Regions from separate parts of the Sus scrofa genome. Here region 1 is linked to region 2. The links are chromatin contacts, called in public HiChIP or PLAC-seq maps. All regions are on one chromosome and are shown on one strand. Each heading gives the region's core, a stretch centred on a gene start, on an enhancer-like site or on the middle of the called end of the contact. The rest is flanking DNA. Distances are from core to core; before and after follow the strand shown. Region 1 overlaps PLA2G4A (cytosolic phospholipase A2). Region 2 has its middle 8.1 kb from the start of PLA2G4A.

Region 1 (3,882 bases), core at 982-3,481, 160 kb after region 2:
TGTAAAGTTTTACACACATATATAATACCACTTGAAGAAAATAAAGTATTTGGAGTTTAATCCAAAACTACAAAATAGGCACTTTTTGAGCTGTATAAGAGACATTAACTGTACGAATTATTTTACTTTTGTTTGGTAATACAGCATTCTTTTAGAATATTCTGAGTGTAACCTCAGAGTCTATGACTCTCTTTCACTCTTATTAATCCTGGTGGTTGGCATAAAGCATTTGTATCAAAATGATTACTCTGACCTTGGATTTATCATTTACAGAATAAAGTCATTATTATTTTACCTTTCCAAATAACCCATTAACTTATGGCAAATCAGATACTCCTTTTTAGAAGTAAAAATCAACTTTCGTTATAAAATTGCCTTATTATACATATATGTATAAGTTCATAATGAATAACACATAGTAGGTCAGGTTTGACTGCTAGATGCAACTGTGTGACTAGAAACATTAGGTCTTGCAAATGTTTCTGAATTTCAGTCAGTAAATTGACACACTTCCTATTTGCCCCATACTTTTATGTCCACAGTTTTAACAAGATAAGCAAGTTGAGCACAGTACCTTGGCAATAAACCGAGGTTTGTGACCCCTTGTAGAAGGATTTATAATTGTAGAAGAGACAATATCTGCCTAGGATAGTCTAGGGGAAGGTAAGTGGTATCTTATAAGTTTTCTTTGGGCTCTCATTTTTTATTTCTTGAAATTAAAGGACTTTTTTTACATGCATTTGAGGCAATACCATAAAAGTATTAAGAAAAATCATTTACAGCAATTAAGGATTTATAGAAAAGTAATTTTGGGAAAAATATTTAAAGATGAATGCCGTTACGGGGACATGCTATATGGACTCCTGCATCTATAACTAAAATTTCTTAATGTCCATCAGTCCCTTGTTATTATCTACCACAAACCTCAAACAGGTATCAACTTCCTTTCCACTCAATTGTTATGAAGTAGAGACAGATGAATTTAAAATTGATTGAACTTAGATCTCAAAGAGATAACTCTAGGGCATTTCTGTCATTCATGGAATAGTCTTGAAAATTACTACTTTCAATGTACAATGGGAATTCATAGTCAGCTATAATGTCAAAGTATCATTATATCCTTGATTATTGAAGGATGACATATTTTAGGAAGATTTCTCGCAGTGAAAATTCTAATTTATAGGGGTTTCTCAGTTAATTAAAAATTTAGTTGGAAAATATTATGATGATAATATAATCTGCTACTTGCTTATTTTTTGAGGTAGTGATCGCCAGGGATTTCTATTTAAAATTAGTAAAAGTTTACAATATTTATATGGGATTTTTTTTGTGTGTATGTGTCCTTATCACTAACAATCCCTCTGTTCTCAATGAAAAGCAATATAAGAAAGAATCAGTTTTGTGAGACTCATTCAGTGTTTACAGAAATTTATACTATCTGCTTAAATTATGTGTTAAATTGACAAGTTGGCTTGGCTGATTAATACCTTAAAGTTATTGTCACAATGAAGAGAACATTGTTGTATAACTTACAATTCTCTGTAAAGAAACGAATTTTTAGATACTATTTTATGAATATATATAGCATGCCTAAGAAAGAATAGGAAAAATCTGTCTTTTTAACATTTAGAAAAAGAAGAGTTATTAGGGGAAGCCATGTAGATAGACTGTACTTTTTTTCGCTTAAGAATTTTTACCTGTTTACCTGTTGGGTCAAGAAGAAAATGCAGATGTAACATCAACCAGGAATCACTGACCACTGAGTTCACCAAATCAGTATGTTCTAATTGCTACTGACTACATTCCAGGCACTGTGCTATATTTAGGGACTACTTGGGTGAGTAAAGATTTAATACCCCCTTGGAGAAGAGAGAATAATTAAGGAAATAATGGGTAATATAAGATGCAAATGGACTTGAATAGTACAGGCTGACCTGGGGAAATGAAGGATGGAAAGGTGAAGTTTAAGCTGAGATGTGAGGGACGAGAAGCCATGTGTGGAGAGCGAATGGTGTGGCTTATTACGGAGGATCCAGGAGTAGCATTTGTAAATAAGCCTGCAAAGGAGCAACCAAGGAATTAATGCAAAACTAGGAGTTAGGACGATGTCATGGGAGCAAAGAAGTGAAAGTGGTTCCAGAAAAACAGGATAGAAAAGCGATGACTGACTGCATTTAAAAAACCAGGAAGTCACTAGCGATCTTGATGAGAGCAGCTCTGGTGGAGTGGTGGGGACGCGGTGGGGTGGCAGAGGGCATGAAAGTGAGGACTCTGAGGATGCGGATAGACAGCGTGTGAGCAAATGGTCCATTAGAAAAATGTGAAGCAGCACAACAGGGGAGAGAGACATGGAGGGAAAAGGAAATGGAGACGAGAGAGACTGTAAAAAGCTTGCCCATCAGATTATCCCGTAGAAGGTCAAGTTGGATGATTCAGAAAAGACAGGCACAGCTTTCCGAGTGAAGCCAGTTGAGGAGGAGAGAGGGATTTTGCGTCCCAAACACATGTGGGGCCAGGTCCAGTACAGGGGGAGGAACTCTGCCTTCTTGGTGACAGAGAGAAGGAGAACCCAGGTACTCTGGCAGAGAAGTTTGAGGGTTTGCGGGTGAGAAGATGAACTTCCCCTTGTGACGCCTTCTGTTGTCTCTGTGAAAGGAGATGAGGTCACTACCCAAGAGTGGGGGTGGGGATAAGGTGAGAAACTTGAAGGGGAGAAGAAAGTCCTTTTCTAAGGTGGAAATGCAAGGGCACCAGAAAACCTAGAAAGATGCTGTGTGGTGGCCAGAGCCTCTGAGAATGTGGACCAAAATAAAACCACTTTAGCAGGTTATGTGGTTTTTCTCCAGTTATGCTAAGAACGAACCCAGAGAAGCTAGGTCTGCTGAATTTCTCTAGAGGGTTTTTTGTTTGTGTTTGTTTGTTTGTTTTTGTTTTGTGTGGGAGTTTTTAAAGGAAGAAAGAAAATCGGGAAATCACTATAATGAATGACCAGAAAACAAAATACCTAAAACAAAAGTGCATAGAAATTCATGAGCTTATAGAATGCAGATCTTTTGATCCAGGGTAATTATTAACCAGTAAGATGGAATCACAGATTGCCTTGTTTTCCAGCATTTGGTCGGCAAAGACAGAGCCTTTGTTCCTTTCAAACACTTGGATTTTTTGCCTGGCCAATTGCTAGGCCCAGTTCCACACATCATCGCATCTCAGTGCATTTACCTGTTCCGGGAGCCATCATGCTGGGTTGCTTTTCCTTCACGTCCTAGGTGCCAGAATTATTGTTTTAAGTTCTGAATACTTAACCATTGTCTTGCCTGCCTTTCTTGGATGGCCAGCTAAGTTCTTGAGTCTGGTTTCTATCTTACTCCTCACCCTTTGCCTACTTTCCTCCTTCAGATTCTTGAGGCCACCTTAATGTTCCCTAAAAGATAATGCTTTATAGAATTGGGACCATTCCAAATCTGCAGTGTAAAGACGGCTGAAACGTTTAGTAATAATAACCACCTGTCGCAAAAGAGGGTCCTTTACAGCTCTGCTATCAGGATGTCCTTCTTCAGCCTGACAAAAATCCTTCATTTTGCAACTTAAAGTCATTTCATTTCCTTTTTTTTTTCTTTTCAATCTTTAGAGCTTTAGAGAACAGCTGGTTACCATAAGTACCATAATCAAAATGCTGTTTTTTTTTTTTTTTAAGAACTAAAACAATTTTATTGAACTGTTGACTTTCATATTTCCTCAACGTTTAATTAAAACACATCTCATTTTAAACAATTATTCATTCTTTAGCCCTTTCTCATTAATCCTTTTAACACTGAAGTGCTTAATTTTACTCTACTGATGGCCAGGTGCTTCTGTGAAGGGAAACAGTGAGTCTGTGTGGGT
Region 2 (3,905 bases), core at 1,058-3,557:
GGCGAGGTCTGGTTGATACATAATGCAGATACACAATGTACGGTTGGAGGAGAGAGGAGGACAAAGGGCAGAAGGATATTTACTTTTAAATTTTTCTTGTCTTGTGATAAGTATGAATTTTATTTCACCGAAGAAGTGAAAACTTGAAAAGTCACTTGCCTTGAGTTATAGTTTGAAATAATAGAAAAATAAAAACAGCTACCTTAGGTTGTATGTCAGTCCTGAGCTGAGAATACATTAGGCATTAGTGTTACCATTTTACCATTTTTAATTTTTTTTTTTTTTATGGCCACAGCTGCGGCAATGTCAGATCCCTTTAACCCACTCCACCAGGCTGGGGATCAAACACACACCTCTGCATTGACTCAAACCACTGCAGTCAGATTCTTTACCCACTGTGCCATGATGGGAACTCCCCATTTTATCTTTTAAAGATGAGGATTATGGGGCCCTTATTAACCACACTGCTAGAAAGTGGCAGAGCCCAGATTTGCCCAACTCTGGATTTGGATTTGCCCAACTCCCAAACCTATGCCCTGGGTGCAAGCATCTAGCCTGTTCACCACCATGCTATTATTGGGAATGTAAAAAGTCATGTTCTTGACTTGTAAGATATAAATTAAATAACTTAACTTAGAAATTCCAATTGTTTTATAATTCCCAAGGGTATGTCTAGCTATTTCAAGTGATGCTATAGATTTCTAAATGTAAAATAGAAGTCACATTCTAAATTAACCTATTTATGTGAATTCACTTTATTGACTATTTATAATACATGTTATCTTTTTTTTGTCTTTTGTCTTTTTAGGGCCGAACCTGCAGCATATGGAGGTTCCCAGGCTAGGGGGTCCAACTGGAGCTGTAGCCTCCAGCCTATGCCACAGCCACAGCAACACAGGATCGAGCCGCGTCTGTGACCTACAGCACAGCTTATGGCAACGCAGGATCCTTTCCCACCAAGCGTGGCCAGGGATTGAACCCGCATCCTCATGGATGCTAGTTGGGTTCGTTAACCTCTTAGCCATGGCAGGAACTCCCTGATGACTTTAGAATTCCAATTATATTTAGAGAGGGTCCTCGAAAGTAGTGCTTTTTGTCAGGATTAAAAAACAGAATGATTTACCAAGCTGTTTATTATTCATCTTAAACTACTTGCCTCTACTTCAAACCTAGACTGTGGCCTATGTTCTGTAAAAGTTGGAGTCCTTAATAATACTTTGGAATTAGAGGTGGAGTTAGGGGAATAATTGTGATTTTAAATCTTTTTTTTAAACATCATCTTTTTTGGGGGGGGTGGGGAGAAGCTCTAAATATTCTAAGTCTGTGATATTAGGTTGTTAAAATAGAATCATTAAATAAGTTATAACACATGTCAAAGCTATCTATATCTATGGAATGAAAGAAAGTAAGGGAGCATCAGGAGTTCCATTTTGAAAATCAAAAGTAGCAGGTTTTTGCTTACTGAAGTGATCATTCAAATGATGTGAAATATGGAATAGCCACATATCACATAGATTTTAATTTTAGGGCATACATTTACTTTTCTGTTTTCTTCATCTTTCTAATTACCAGGCTATCAGCAAGTGCCCTTATCAAAAAGAAATTGCCGTTCATTGAGGACCTGAATACAGTACATTTACTCTAGCACAGGAACTTTATAACAATTATTTTCATTTTGGATTTATTTGTTGTGATTTTTCATTATTCTGTGTTGTTGTGATTATTAAATAAGTTACTTTCACATAAGTGATATGTATTTAAATCTTTGTGCAGTAGTTGGTTATGATATGCCGGGAACATTTCCATTGATAAGTGATGAAATGGCCCATGTACATTCCTAGTCTTTACTCCATCTCAAACATGGTAGAGTGCCCCCCATTCAGGCAGAGTGGCCAGAAGTCCCCTTTCACATAGAAGAATAGTCTACATAAGCTGGAGATCAACAAATCCAATCAGAAATGAATATCAAGTGTGTTGTATATCCAAAAGACATGATTAGTCTACATGTTTTAGCACCCCACCTTGAGTTATAGAGCTGAGCCTTATGGAAGAAGGCAGACACTGAGAACATAATCGTGTGTGTGTGTGTGTGTGTGTGTGTGTGTGTGTGTGTGTTAACATGTTCTTTTGTAAATTGTGTGAGAGAGGTTAAATGGATACAACACAGAGTTACATTTAAATAATGGAACCTCAAAAATAAAAAAGAGATGTAAGCATTCTCTTGATAATAAGAAAACTCAAAGATGTGATAGTAACTGCATTCAATTATTCACTGACATTCCTTGGTAGCTATTTCTTCATGTCTCTAAAGACAAAACAAAAGGAAGTGGTTTGAGGATTGGTAAGTCTATTGTTAGACGGTTTTAAAATGATGTATCCCGTGACTTAAGGATACAATTTCTCTATTTGATTTCTTTAGTAAAGTAATAAGGTTATAATTGTAATACCCCGCAAGAAGTGACAAAATGCAAAACAAAAATTTAATTCTTTTTTCAGCCAGGGAAATATTTGTGCAATCATCAGCATATTCATAAACAATCAGTTTTGTTCATTCTGCACATGGCGGTTTGAAGAGCTTTGGAGTTTGACAGATCTGGGCTCTCTAGGTCCACTGATAAGTAACTCAATGGTCCTTGGGTAAGTAACTCATTTTCCACATTAATAAAATAATAGTAACATTTTCTCCATAGGACTGTCATACAAACTAAATTAAATAGCACTTACAGAAAAAAATGATTAGTACAATAGATAGCAAATATATGTGGAAAATAAATGTAGACCAAGAAAGCATTAGTGGGATATACCATTTAGTCCCAGCATATCTTCATGTTTTCACTTTTTATTGGGCTATAATTTACATACAGTGAAATGTACCCAACCATGAGTAAAATTATAATACACTTTTAAAGTATAATATACTCATGTCACTTATACCATTATCAAGATATAAAATGATTCCACTATGTAGAAAGTTGCCTTATTTATGCAACTTTCTCTATAATCCTTGCAACTCCATCTTTCCCCAACCATGATTCTTATAGATTAGTTTTGTCTTGTTTAGAACTTTATATTTCTACAGTCACACAGTAGGTACTCTTTTGTGACTTTTCCCCTTTCTACATAATTGAGATTCGTCCACATTGTTGAATTTATCAGTAGTTCATTACTTTTTATGTTGAGAAGTATTTCATTGTATAGAGATGTGACCCTTTATCCATTCTGTTATTGATGGAAATTTGAGTTGTCTTCAGTTTTTTATAAATTTCAATTTATTATGAATGAAGTGGCCATGGACATTCTTGTGTAAGTCTTCTGTGAACACCTATATTCATTTCTTCTGGTAAGAGGCTGTAAGCAGAATTGCTGGCTCATAGGGTATGTTTATGTTTCACTGCCAGATTGGTTTCCAAAGGGGCTATGTTTTTTATGCTGCCATCCACAGTTTATGGGTTTCATTTTTCCCAGCACAAGGCTTCCTCATGCTACCCCTTTATAGCCATATCTACCCATTTGCCATCCCTAATCTGGTCACCACTAATCTGTTCTCCATCCCTATCTATACTCGCATTAGTTTAAAAATGTTAAATAAATAGAATCATACAGTAGGTAAAATTTTAAGATTGGCTTTTTTTCCACTCAGCAAAATTCCCTTGAGTTCCATCCAAGTGGTTGCACGTACTAAGAGTTTTTTGTTTGTTTTGCTGTGTAGTCCTCCTTGGTGTAGACATTCAACACGATGAACATACGCATGTATCTATTCCTCTTCAGGGTCTTTTTTGATCTAAGTTGTTACACAGCATTGCGTAGGTTACCCTGTTCTTATTACCTATTTTATATATAGTGGTGTGACCAGGAACAGATTTTTACATTAATAGAGTTTCTTATTCTTCTGAGGTAAATGCCCA

What was found. HiChIP or PLAC-seq counts read pairs in DNA pulled down with a chosen protein or histone mark.
Region 1: an H3K27ac HiChIP or PLAC-seq map of alveolar macrophages shows a contact between it and region 2. The contact joins two enhancer-like sites. A contact is called at or near these places in 1 of 47 Hi-C or Micro-C datasets (embryonic fibroblasts) and 1 of 2 datasets of contacts at active chromatin or transcription factors (alveolar macrophages).

What each region holds. Positions count from the first base shown.
Region 1 is chr9:128,006,775-128,010,656 of Sscrofa11.1, forward strand. The region is part of intron 6 of PLA2G4A (cytosolic phospholipase A2); the gene reads left to right. Among named protein-coding and RNA genes, the nearest start is that of PTGS2, 150 kb to the left of the region's middle. Within about 2 kb of position 2,232, at least 22 of the 83 cell types and tissues checked have an H3K27ac peak or open chromatin away from gene starts, as enhancers often do. A contact at or near this core is called in alveolar macrophages, where this site is marked.
Region 2 is chr9:127,843,519-127,847,423 of Sscrofa11.1, forward strand. No RefSeq gene overlaps it. Among named protein-coding and RNA genes, the nearest start is that of PLA2G4A, 8.1 kb to the right of the region's middle. Within about 2 kb of position 2,308, at least 1 of the 83 cell types and tissues checked has an H3K27ac peak or open chromatin away from gene starts, as enhancers often do. A contact at or near this core is called in alveolar macrophages, where this site is marked.